Linked DNA regions of Mus musculus: region 2 is linked to region 1. A link is a contact called in public promoter capture Hi-C data. All regions are on one chromosome and are shown on one strand. Each heading gives the region's core, a stretch centred on a gene start, on an enhancer-like site or on the middle of the called end of the contact. The rest is flanking DNA. Distances are from core to core; before and after follow the strand shown.

Evidence for each region. Capture Hi-C pulls out chosen DNA fragments and counts their contacts.
Region 2: a contact with region 1 is called in a promoter capture Hi-C map of adipose tissue. The contact joins the promoter of 9330182O14Rik here to the promoter of Dcstamp in region 1. A contact is called at or near these places in 2 of 39 promoter capture datasets (both in liver), 7 of 484 Hi-C or Micro-C datasets (the G1E-ER4 cell line, the N1E-115 cell line, cerebellum and 3 more), 1 of 115 datasets of contacts at active chromatin or transcription factors (microglia) and 1 of 9 other capture datasets (adipose tissue).

What each region holds. Positions count from the first base shown.
Region 1 is chr15:39,743,208-39,749,583 of GRCm38.p6, forward strand. Dcstamp (dendrocyte expressed seven transmembrane protein) reads left to right here and starts at 2,723. Exons shown (of 4, transcript NM_029422.4): 1 at 2,723-2,760.
Region 2 is chr15:40,131,128-40,137,503 of GRCm38.p6, forward strand. 9330182O14Rik (RIKEN cDNA 9330182O14 gene) reads left to right here and starts at 3,238. Exons shown (of 4, transcript NM_001256056.1): 1 at 3,238-3,442.

The sequences.
Region 1 (6,376 bases), core at 1,473-3,972:
TTTCCTTACCTGTTCCCGACTGCCCTGAAGGAACCCTCAACCTGTACCTCTTCCCTGAGCATAACAGGATTCTAGCACCTTTTTGCTGAGAGGCCTGAAAACACCCACCACTTTCCTCCTCTCTTCTTCCAATAATGCCAAGCCCCTCCCAGCGCTCACTGTCAGCCGGACTGCTTCCTGTACCTCCCCCTAGCCCCACCCAGCCTCCCATGGCCTCCGTAATCCTTCTCACCCCCACCCCCACCCCCACCCCCAGCACTGCTTGCTCCCCTCTGGTAGACTCCGCCCTTCCTGGCTCTTGGATTCGCCCCTCTACTTTTGAAATGGCTCTTCCCAAAGTATTAAAGACCTAGTCTCAAAGATCAGGTCCATTCCTTGGGTCTCCTCTTTCTTCCCACTCAAGGCCCCTCCCTCAGATCTTCACTGCATGACCCTTCCTCACTTGGCCCCCATCACTGCTTTTGGATCAGTTGTCCCAGAAAGGAAGGACCACTCAGGCTGCGGCCCTGTACCTCTCCCCATCATCTGATGTTTCTTTCTGTCTCCCCCTGCTGGCTCTGTCCCCTTGATTGTTCATGGGTGCTCCTAGCTGGAGAACCACTTATGGTAAAGGAAGACCTTTGTTCTCTCAGCCCCTGTCCCAATATTTCCTACGGGGTGTTCTGCAGAAAGTCTATTCACCCCGTAGTTTCAAGTTCAATGTGACCCTGCTGTTGGGAAGGCCAAATTGTGCTGTCTGGCTAATTCTCAGTTCCCTGTCTTTACCCATTACATCTCGAATTATCATCAGAGTAAATGGGTGTCTTATCCTGACACCTCGTCAGAACCCTGAGCCACTGTCTCAATACATAAATGGCTCCTACAGAAAAGACCCGGATCAGGATCACCTCTGTTCCTTGTCTCGTTCTTATCCAGCTAACAAACAAACTAATCTATGTTTTATTTTTCTTTTCCATTTATGCCAATCTGGTTGTGCTTGTTAATTTTGAATGTAAATTTGGCTAGGTCATCACACGTAGCTGTTTGGCCAAACATTCTATATACTATCATGAAGACATTTTAAAAAAAATGAGATTAGGATTTGAATCAATAAACTTTGCATAAAGTACCCTATCAAAGAGGCAGACCGAATTTACTCAGTTGAGGAATAGAAGACCGTGCCTCTAAGGAAGAAATAATTCTGCATAGAAATCACTTGTGACCTTGGGCTCCAAAGTCAACTCTTTCCTGGACCCATAATCTATCATTTCTGTCTCATAGCTTCAACTTGCCCTCAACAGATTAAATTGCATTTAACTGAATCAAAATGAATAAAACTCCCAAAATTTCAATGAAGAAAAAAATTGTGGATGCAGATTTTGGAATTACAAATCTACAACTGAATGAACCAATTCATTAAACCTGCCCTGCCTTCAAAATATGTGTATGCATGTATATATAAATAGATACATATATGAGTGTATATATATATATGTGCGTGTGTGTGTGTGTGTGTGTGTGTAGACATATATATTTGTTTCTCTTATAAATTACAAGTCTTTTAAAATCAGAATTTGGAATTTTATTTGGTTTTTACATCTCTCAGTGTCTAAGCATTTTAAAGAATTTCAACAAATACCTGTTGATCTATCAGTTATTTCCAAATGAATACTTCCAAAATTTTAGGGAGACAGGAAAACTGTTGGCATTGTTGAAGAGTCCAGACAGCACATATGAAATAAATAAAAGAAACATTTTGAGAAGAGAGAATATCGATAATTTAATCAGGAGATTAATTGTAAATGTCACTTCTTAATGTGTAGGTGTGTCTTTGAAATTCTGACAAGCTTGCAAATGCATATGGGTAATAATTTTGAAAATATGACTTGATACCTTGACATTTCTATAGCTTTTCACTCAGTCATATGATCAAAATTGTTATTAGTAATAATATTTAAGGCAACATCCTTCTTAGAGACATTTGAATTTGCCTAGAAATTGTAAATTTTTTTGCTTTTAAATTTTTTTCTTATTAGATATTTTCTTCATTTACATTTCAAATGCTATCCCCAAAGTCCCCTATACCCTCTCCCAGACCTGCTCTCCAACCCACCCACTCCCGCTTCCTGGCCCTGGCGTTCCCCTGTACTAGAGCGTATGATCTTCGCGAGACCAAGGGCCTCTCCTCCCAATGATGGCCGACTAAGCCATTTAACATAAAAACTTTCACAGACTGATTGACTGGCTTTATACAAAGTTTTTGAGACTTGTCTACATCTTTTGAAGAACAATGGTCTTTTCAGCCAGAGAAGTAAACTTCTAAGCTGATAAGTACTATGTGTGCGTTGGAATCACCTAGTAGCTTCAGAGCTATGGGCTCATCCAGAAATCTGACTTTTCAGCTGTGGGTGGGGCCTGAGGGCAAGACCAATCTGCCCTCCCCATGGCTGGGGTGAGCAGGGAGGAAAAAGGGAAGGAAGAGAATGGGGGGGGGTCCTCATTTCTACAACTCATTGTTTTGAAAATATCCTATTATGTTATTTCCTAGGGTTAATGTCTAAGGAAAGTGCTGGAATGAAACCTGTGGCTCCTTTTTCCAGTTTTTACCCTTGATGACATTAAATAACTTCGTCACTTTGTGGAGGAAATGAGAAGATTGATTCAGGGTGATGTGGCCCACCTACCTTCTCATGTCCAGTTCCCCTTTCCCTGACCTATATTAAGCCTACGAGCTTCCAGAAGGGTGTGCTTTGTGCTTGTGGAGGAACCTAAGCGGAACTTGTAAGTAAACTTTCAAATATAATCTTGCTTCTAAAATTGCTTTTAAAAGAATCCAGGAATCCAGGAATCCAGGAATCCAGCCCCAGGACCAGAGAGTACTTTTAAACCTGTCTTCTACCTTAGTCATCTGCTTTTGTGGTGAAGGAATGGGAAGACAGCTTTTCAGGGCTGGTACCTGGCCTCTCAAGCTCAGGGAAGACTGCTGAGGGGTGTCCTGCTGAAGGCCCAGTAGCTCACGTCTACCTGTCTTGGGAAGAGTGGGTCTCTGGCCTGACGTCCTGGCTGTGGTTAGCATGGGAGCTGGTTTGTAGGGTTCACTGAGGCAAAGCGAGCCAGCTTGGCCAACCGAGAGCTTCCCTCCCGGCTTTGCAGCACACAGTGACTGGGTGAATTGTCCTGCACTTGCTACTTTGTTTACCCCGAGGCTTCCATTAATCTCCTTCTGGATGAAGTCCGCCTTCTTGGAGAATGCAGTTGCTGGCTTTCCCAAGGCAAAAATGACTAAACCAGAGTGATGAGGAATTCGTTCCACCTCAGAGGAGGCTGCAGCTCCCGCTCACACTATTTTGGCAGCCTGAGAGAACAGCGTGTTCCCAACCAAAAGATAAAAAGTTTCAAGAGCTTAACAGCAAGCAAGAAAGAGGGGGAATAAAAAAAGATAAGAAAAAGGCGAGCGGTCACCTTTCATTCCTCCTGTGTCCCACTCCCAGGGCCAGCCGAGCTTTGATTCTCTGCCTCAGAAGTGGCTGCCAAGTGCTCATTCCGGGCATTTGTGGCTAGCATTCATCTCTCACCTAGAGACCACTGGGTCAGCAGGGAGCAAGCTGAAGGCCCAGGAGGTGAAATGACCTATCAAAGGCCACACAGCCCATATAGGCAGGTACAAGCTAGAGGGCAGGCATCCTGTCTCCATGCCTGGAACCTTTTCAAAATTTCTCTCTGCCTTTTGCAGGAATTTATTTTCAAATGACTTTTCACATCATGTCAGGTCCCAAAGAAAGCTGGAGGCAGAATTGGTTGGAGGTGCCCTGGAGGAAATGACAGATTATCCCATTGGGGTAATTTCCCTCGGGTGACTGCAGATAAACTGTGCTGGCTGAGTTTAGGCCATTGGATTCTGTGCAGAAGCAGGGTCAGAATGAGCTGGCAGTGTTCTGCCAGCGAGAGAAACAGCAATAGTCCTGGAGGTCATAGCTCCTGACCTTTTTCTCTTGCACCCTCAGTAGAGCAGCAGGCCTACTGTGTGCCTCACTGGGGAGCATTCTAGAGCACTCTCAGGGCAGGCCATTTGCTTGCAAGTTGTTACTGTTTCATGGTCTATGTGTTATAGTATCTTACTGCACCTTGTATCTGAAGCAAGATAGGAAACATACATGGATGTTGAAGTTTGATTTGTGTTCAAAGGATAGTGCTCAGGAATAGGAGTAGTGCGCATGTTCGCGCGCGCGCGCGCGCGCACACACACACACACACACACACACACACCACACACACACACACACACACACACACACACACACACACACACACACACACAGAGTACCAGAGAAAACCCCAGCAGCTGTGTTTTCTAGCTACATAAGCAGAGTAGATGGAAAGGGCTGGTGTTCCCATTTCTATGGCAACAACTCAGCTCTGCATAAAAGCAGGTAACTGTGGGCTCAGGTTAAATACACTGACTGCGCAGCTCTGCAGGGCACTGGGTTTGACTCAGGGTCTTCACCACAGCTCTGTTCTTTTCTGCCCCCCACCCACCCACCCAACTAGGTCTCATGAAAGTCCCCTTAACCCTATGAAAGAAAGACAGGATCCTGGTGGCACTCTGCTGTAAACTTGAGCTAAGGCTTGCCTGCTTGGGGCGTGTTGCAAACTGTAGGCTAGGGATAAAAGCAAGGTAGTGGTGCTTACTCTTGGAAAATTGATGCTGTAAGAGCAAGAAGCAGGCTCTTTATGTTGAAGAGACAAGGCTGTTGAGTCAGGCAATAAGCATTATTGATAATGGAAGCAAAATGAAGAGAAATTATAGGTTAAAGGGATCAAGGAGGCTTTTAGAAGCTGCCAACAGAAATAGCATAGAGGCTGAGGGACTCGGTCCGGTACACAGAAAGCAAGAGAAGCAAAGGGAGCTCAAAGAAATGCCAAGATGCAGAGACTGGAAATCAGCTTACAGCACACTCAAGCTACCCCAAGCAACAAGGTGAAGAGAAGAGATCCCAGGGCATGGCTGGGAGGTGGGCTAAGGCCAGCAGGGGCGGGAACACTGGAGGAAGTCATGACCTTCGAGAAGATCAAGTGCAAACTGGCAACTGAGCTCAAAATCAGTCAGAATGAGCCAATGTTTTATAACAGTTAGACAGCACCCAAGGACAGGTGGCTGGGCATTGAATGCATGTGCCCAGTGTGGAATGCATGTGCCCAGTGTGGCTGTCCAAGGAAGTGCACTCTCTAAGGGAGTTGATGAGGTTAATGAGACCTCACCCAAAGTGACTGATAGGTTATGGCTTACCATCGCTGAAGAGAGAGACAAAACTGATCCAACAGAGAGATGGAGGCTTCATACTTGATTAACGATAACATACTGGAAAAATAAAAAGAAGGAGAGGAGAGACAAAAAGGAGGAGAAACCCTGATTCCCCTCTCCCCGCTCTGCTACCTGAGAACACACAGAGAGGAAGCAACTATCTGTACACTGGAGGAAAGCCCTCACCAGAGCCTCTTCCTGTGAAACCATGAACAGGGTCTTCCAGTTTCCAAAACTCTAAGAAATAACATCCCCTGCTTCTCCCTAAGGCATTTTGTTATGGTGGCCTTGAAAGACTCCAAAAGGAGCCCCTCGCTCAGGCCTCAGGACAATAGCAGACACCCAAGAACTCATGATAGACTGAGCTTGTTGCAAACCACATGAGGCTTTATTCGGGGAAAGCCAGAGCTCTGGGGATGACTCATATCCCACGCAGGGGTAGAGGAGTCGACCTCGAGGGGAAAGAGGACCCAGTTTTTATAGGCCCTCAGGGGGGAAAGGAGAAGGGGGGAGTAGGGGATTTCCAGATCTAAACAATATCTATTCTAAAATGATTGATTCCTCAAGAAATGGGTATGGGAGGGAAACAAGGAAAGAGTCTAATGAAGGTGCAGCACTCCGGATTGGCCCCTACTATGGTTGCTGGGGAGATTTCCTGACTCTTTCCCAGCAACCAATATCACAAACACCTGGCAGTGAGGTGCAGCAATGGGCACACACCTGGTCAGAACATTGGCAGACACACAGGTTTGAGGAACATTGTGCACCTCTATTTTTCTAAATCAGTGAAGCTAGTTCTACTAACAATGAAATCTATTTTGCCAATTTCAGGGCTTCTGTGACCTTTTACATCCTGTCAGGATCTTTCATTCTGACCATGGCATGCACACAAGGAATTTTTACTCTGGGAAAGAAATAGCTCATTTTGTTTGATTTTCTGCTACTTGGAAAGGAGAGAATCAGGGTATCTAGCAGAATGGTGGGACCCACACTGAAGCAAGAAGAGGTCACTGAAGTTGACTGTACCAGGAGAATGGAACAACTGGCTTTCCACTCAGACTTTCATGAATGTGAGTGTCCAAGCACAAGACCAGA
Region 2 (6,376 bases), core at 1,988-4,487, 390 kb after region 1:
ACCTTGTAGCATGTGGCCTTTGCGTCTGGCTTCTTTCACTCAGCATAGTGTTTTCAAGGTCTCAAAACATAAATTCAAAAGAAGTATTTGTTGCTGCTGGCCTATATGGAATTGGAAGGTGGATCGCCTTTGGAGATCTCACTGCTTGGAGAACAGCGGCCCCTGGTGGCACAAAAGTGAACTGTTCTGGCTCAAGGAGGAACGCCAAGCCGACCTTGAGGGGGCAAATAGTGGAAAGAAGGTTCCCTTTTACAAACCAAAATAAGTTTTAAGACATTTAGCTTGCAACTACTGACGCAGGTTTACTAAAACAGGGTTTCTAGGGTAAAAAACAAAACAAAACAGTAAAACCCGTTAATAGCAATCGCTGGTCATCATGCTGTTGGAGGGGTCTGTGAGATAAGTATATGGGACCTTTTGCATGGCTCACAATTACTGCAGCAGGACTTCAGGTCTGCATAGACAAGCTCCAACGAAATAACAGGGCATTTGGAGAAATCCATACTTAAAGTTGTGTTAAATGACTATAAATTAAACCTAAACACTGTCTTGCTGTTATTTCCACTATTAGTAGCAATCAAGTGTTTAAGCCCTGAAAATTGCCCTATCAAAATTCAAGTCTATGGCTAACAAGATAATAAAGAAGAAACATATTCTTATCTTAATAAGGCTACATCAGGCCTTGTTCTCGCCTACTGAGACGTGTTAAATAGATTTTCAACCAAATACTCGTCCCATTATTTGGCTCCTCCGATACCCGGGCTTAAGTGGTCTTCGAGGCACATTTTCTTCTTCGCATGTAAAATGAGCTGATCAAAACAAAAGAGAAGTATCTGAAGAAAAGGAGTTTTATGTCAGTTACAGTGACAAAAGTGCTGGAGATCTTCAATCCACGAAGGTAAAAGATCATGGGTTCATGGTTTCAGGCCGTGGTCCTTTGGCCTCAGTACTTTGGGTCAGTGATGAGGTGACACATTGTGGTGGCAGCCATGGGCAGAAAAGATTTACTCTTCTCATGGTGACCAGGAAGTAAAAGGAGAGGATGTGTTTCTAATGTCCCTTTCAGGGACCTTTATCCAATGACCCTCCCTATCCAGTTAGGATGGTCCTTCTAGGCTCCGCCCAGCAGCTACCTAGCAACAGCCAGGAAGGTCGGGCTTGCTATAAAAGGGACTGGCCTCTCTTTCCTCTCTGATCCCTTGCTCCCTTTTTCTCCACCCTCTCCTCCTCTCTCGCCACGAGTTCCAGGATGGCCTCTTTCTCTGACCCCTCTCTTTCTCTGCCTCTACTCTCTTCTCAACCACCCCTTCTCATGCCCCCCAAATAAACTTCATTCTATATTAGGCCTGTCTTGTAACTGGTACCTCAGGGGTGGGGGCAGGGGGATGCCTCAGCATGGACCCACTGAGTCACCAGACTGCATTTTACAAAACATTACACCTCATTAAGTTTCTGTCAACTCCCAGGCACCAGCAAAGGTCCAAATGTTTAGAACATGGCCTTTAGGGGGCAGTTAAAATCCAAACTATAAGAGAAAATAGTGGAGCGTGACCCCGAAACTCTTCTCTGGATGTTTCCATTGTCCTTTGGTTTCTCCGTTTTCATTTGCCTCAAACACGTTGCTAACACTACACCTGAGTTTCTCCTCCCTCCTCCCTGTGCTTATGGCCTGACAGCTAGCCTACTGGTGTGCTTGACTTTATATGTACAACATGCACCTGACATCAGACAGTGACTAGCACATAGTAGGTACTCTATAAATATTTTCAAAAAAAAAAATCTGTGCTGGTTAGTTCTGACAGACAGACAGTCACCTTGACACACACCTAGAGTCACCTGAGAGGAGAAAACCTCAACTGAAGAACTATCTCTATCTATGGAGAATCTCTTGATAGTTGACTGATGTGGAAGGGCTCAGCCTACTGTGGGTAGGACTATTCTTTGAGCTTGTGGTTCTCTGCTGCATGAAAAAAGCTGATATATATATATATATGTATATATATATACATATATATATACACACACACATATGTATATATGGATATATATGTATGTATATATGTGTATGTGTATACATATGTAAATGTAAAAGCATGCAGACTAGATAGGCCATATGTGTGTGTATGTGTATATGTGTATATGCATATAAAATATATATATAGCACACACATATGCTTATATGTAGGTAACAACAATTAATGGAAAAAGAGAAGCCATGAGTTTGAAAGAGAGCTAGGAAAGGTATATGGGAAGTGTTGGAGGGAAGAAAGGGAGAAATAATATAATTATAACCTCAAAAAATGGCAGAGAAAAAAGTTTTATCCTTAAAAAAACATGTGTAGGAGCAAACCAGAGAGCAAGCCAAGACACAGCCTTACACTGTGGCTTCTACTTCAGTTCCTGCTTGACTGCACTGATTTCCCTTAATGGTGCGCCGAGACCCAGAAGTGCAAGCTGAATAAATCCCTTTTCTCACCTAATTGCTTTGTGTCATTATGTCTATCCCAGCAACAGAAACCCAGGTAGAACAATTGTTGAACAGAAACATCTCCAGAAGATTGCTTTCAGTTCTGGCCCTGCGGCTTGTGATTTCAGACTAAATAACCCGTTTTCCTAAGTACTTTAAAATGCAACTTGTTAAACCCTCTGCAGTCTTTGCGTGGCTCTGTTTGATGAAGCCTCTAGTGCATGAAGGGCTCACGCGTAGTCATTGCTGAGGGGTCTCACGAGGGCTAGGCACATGCATCTCGTGTCCTAAAACAGTCGAGAGAGAATGAGACAGACGTGAAAATACACACACAAAAGGACTGGTCAAAATTCACAATTACTGGCAAGACATTAACAGTAAGGTATGAGATGTGGAGCCTTTAGCTAGAGCTTGATAGCAATCCTGGGTGCCAGGGTGGGGCAGAACAGAGAGTCTTTGAAATAGTATACCCACCAGGCAGGAAGAGAGTGAGGCACAAAGCTGCTTCAGCTTCCCAGGGAAACCCAGGTGGCTGTAGGTAAGAGTTCAAAACAACTGCCACTGATCTGGAGCTGAATTACCGTATATAGTGAGCAGCGATTCATAGGTCAGCATCCTGGGCTTCATCTCGAGCATTAACACATTCACCTTCCGTGCCATACAGTACTTTATTGCTTCCTGGGGTTAAATGAAAAAAAAAAAAAAAACTATCTCCCAGAGTCTCAGGTATTTGGACAGTTGGTGGCGCTGTCGGTGGCTCTTCATGTGGTGAAGCCTTGCCTTGCTGGAGGAAGTAAGTCATGGGGAGATAAATGGCTTTGGGAGTAAAAGACCTTCTTCGGTTTTCAGTCAGGACTTTGTGCTCCCAGCTCTGCACCTGAGCTCTCAGCTTCCTGAGAACACAGCACTGCCAACCTGTCATTTGCTGCTGTGTTCTCTGCCACAATGGACTCTTACCCTTGAGGAAACTGAACTGTGAGTGTAAACAGACTCTTTTTGTAGGTCAAGGAGGAAGCCCTGAGTGTATGTGTATTATGACATGGGCACGACTGTGTCTAGAACGGCCAAGGCCTTAGACCCACAAAACAATTGGCAAAACCGCCATGTGGTTGGGGCTTAAGAGAAATGCAAAGCTTTGCTTGGGAGTCTGAGTCTTTCTGGAGGCTTGATTAACTTGTGCAAAGACTAGCACCTCTGACTTCCTTCTCGAAAGTGTTTACAGCCTAGGACTGGTCTCCCTACAGAGACTAGCTACAGAACACCCAGCCCCACTGTACTTGTTATGTTAGAATGGCAGTTTGTCCAGACAGATCACACTAGGCCAGCACAGTTCCACAGGACTCTAGAGGTTTATTGTGTGTGTGTGTGCGGGGGTGGGGGGTGGAGGATGGTGGCAAAGGGGGACAACGATGATGAAGAAGGAAAGAGAGTGAAGGTTAGGAGGGGCCTGCCTTTTATTTGGGCTGTGATGTAACCACGCACAGGTAAATGTGGGCAGGTGGGCCAGGTGGATGCTGGGCATGTATGGTGATTGCCATGGCAACAGATGTACTGGTCCCTGTCGCCTATGTTGCTGGATTCAGAGGTGACCTTCTACTGTAAATCCAGTTTCTGATGCCAAAATACCTCCCTTCGCTTATCATAAAGAGAAGAAAAAAAGAGAGGAGGGAGAAGCCTATGGTAAAAGGGGAATAGGGGCAACAGATCTCTTAAATTCCTTCCCGCTGTCTAGGGGTGTCGACAATTTTGGGTTATAGTTGACTTTCATCATTGGGGTCCACTTGGTAGATGTTAGCATCAGGCTCCTCTGTGGACAGGAGCTGGTAATCCTGTAACAGGAACTGATTAATACTTTGGTTAGACATTTTTTGTTTTTGTCATTGAAGGAATGTAGAAACAAGATTAATGAGGCAGGGAGCAAATAATAACACCAGGAGGTTGACTAGGAAAGGCGTTATGAAAGGGACTATCTACTTCCATATAGGGTTTTCAAAAATCCCAGAACTAGAGGTCTCACGTATGTCTGATTGCAGCTCCTGAATTTTATTTCTCACTATCCCAGTTGGTTAACGTAGAAACAGCATTCTTCTTGAAGAAATAGGCAAAGACCACCTTCTTTGGCTGTCAAAACATCTAGCCCCACTGCTGCAAAAGTGTTGATCTGTTTCTGCCTGGTAATCATGGTTTCAGACAGTTTTTGAAAACTTGTGCTAAGCTTGGAAGTAAACTTATCATATTGGGTCATAGAAGTCGTTATCCCTGCAACTCCAGTTCCAGCACCTATGGCTATTCCCGTAGCAACCAAGAGTGGCACGACCTGAACTGCCGTCTTATGTTGGGCAGCTATCATATCCACAACTGGAATTGGCAGGGGCTCAGTTCCCTGGATTACTCCCAGTTCAGGGAAAAGGAGTACCAACGTGCAGAGTCCTGACCAGCTGGTGGGTAGGCAGTGATATACCTGAGTGCCACAGAGAATTGACTGTGTTTTAGACAGCAGGGCATTGTGGCAGAGATGATATATTGAGGGTTAGGGTTCTATTGCAGTCTAGGAAACTTAGTGTTCCTACAGAATGAGTCCTGGAAGTCTTAAAACAGTTTGCCATGTCAAAAAAGAGAGATAGAGGTAAGGTATGGAGTCATGGCAACACTGGAGTCAGGGCAGCTGACAAAGGATGAGGTGAGGTTACTTGGCAGTATCACTGGAGATGCTGTAAGTGACAATGGTGAATTAGTTCCAGGGGGTACGTATAGCCAGCAATCTTTAAAGTGTCCAGGCCGGGTGACATTAAGGAGTTGGTAGGTGGAGGTCAAGGTCTGAAGCAAAAGGCAAAGTGACAAATTAGTGGCATTTATGAGGGGGGATGTCAAGGAGGGAAGGACCTCGGAGGAGTGTTTGATTACTTCATATACTTTTCCAATATCTAGAGGTTCGGCAATTGAGACATATTTCCTCTGCCTGCAGATAGTACTTACTGGGGACACAGCTTGGTTTTTATGGTAGAGCTTACCAACAACTCCTGTCTCCCACCTGGGATTCCATGGGTCTTATATGTAGAAAAAAAGTGTCTTGTGGTATTGATAGAAGAAATGATTGGTCTGTGATCCTTGCATATGTATCCGACAAGACCAACGTGGGCAACCCCCATATTCGTCTGGCCATTTTCTGCAATAATTTTTTGTCTGGTCAAAGAGAAAGCAAGTATAGAGATCATAATAATTAGATGAGATAAGCGATACAGGGATGACAGCAATTTAGATTGGTTCCTGGCATATGGAGCAGTTTCTTAACCCTATTTGGAAAGACTGTTTGTTATCTGTGGGGGTTTCTAAATGTCAAATTTCCAGATGTAAGGGCTGCCCTGGTGGAAACGAACAGCAGGGGAAGGATGAGAAACCCTTGTCTAATCCTGTGGGGTCGAGTGCAGCTGCTGGAATGGAGTCTCATTTTCTGGGATTGGGGACAAGGTGGGTGGTCTCAGTGTCTTCTGGAGCATAACAGAGCACAGTCCTGTTATGGTTGGCATGTAGGAAAAATTTTTAGATGGAGGGATGAAAGGTTTGAAGTGAGACAGGTAGAACCAATAAGAGAGTTCCTTTAGTTTAGTAGCTGTAGGGGTTACAAGATCTAGGACTGAGAAATGGGGAGTCCCTGAGGGGATAGCGGGAAGAAGTGTGTAAGGGTTAGCCACAACAGGATGGAGAGGTACTACTGCAGATTTAATGTGCCTGGGGTCTTGAACCAAGCAATAGGTTCCATTAGGTTTCTTAACTGCTAGTATAGAGGTATTAAAGGGAGAAGAGATAGGATGAAGAAGTGTTTTCCTTAAGAGGTCAGAAATGATAGGTTTATGTCCCCTGAGGCTCTGGAGAGAGAGAGAAGAGAGAGAAAGAGGGAGTGAGAAGAGA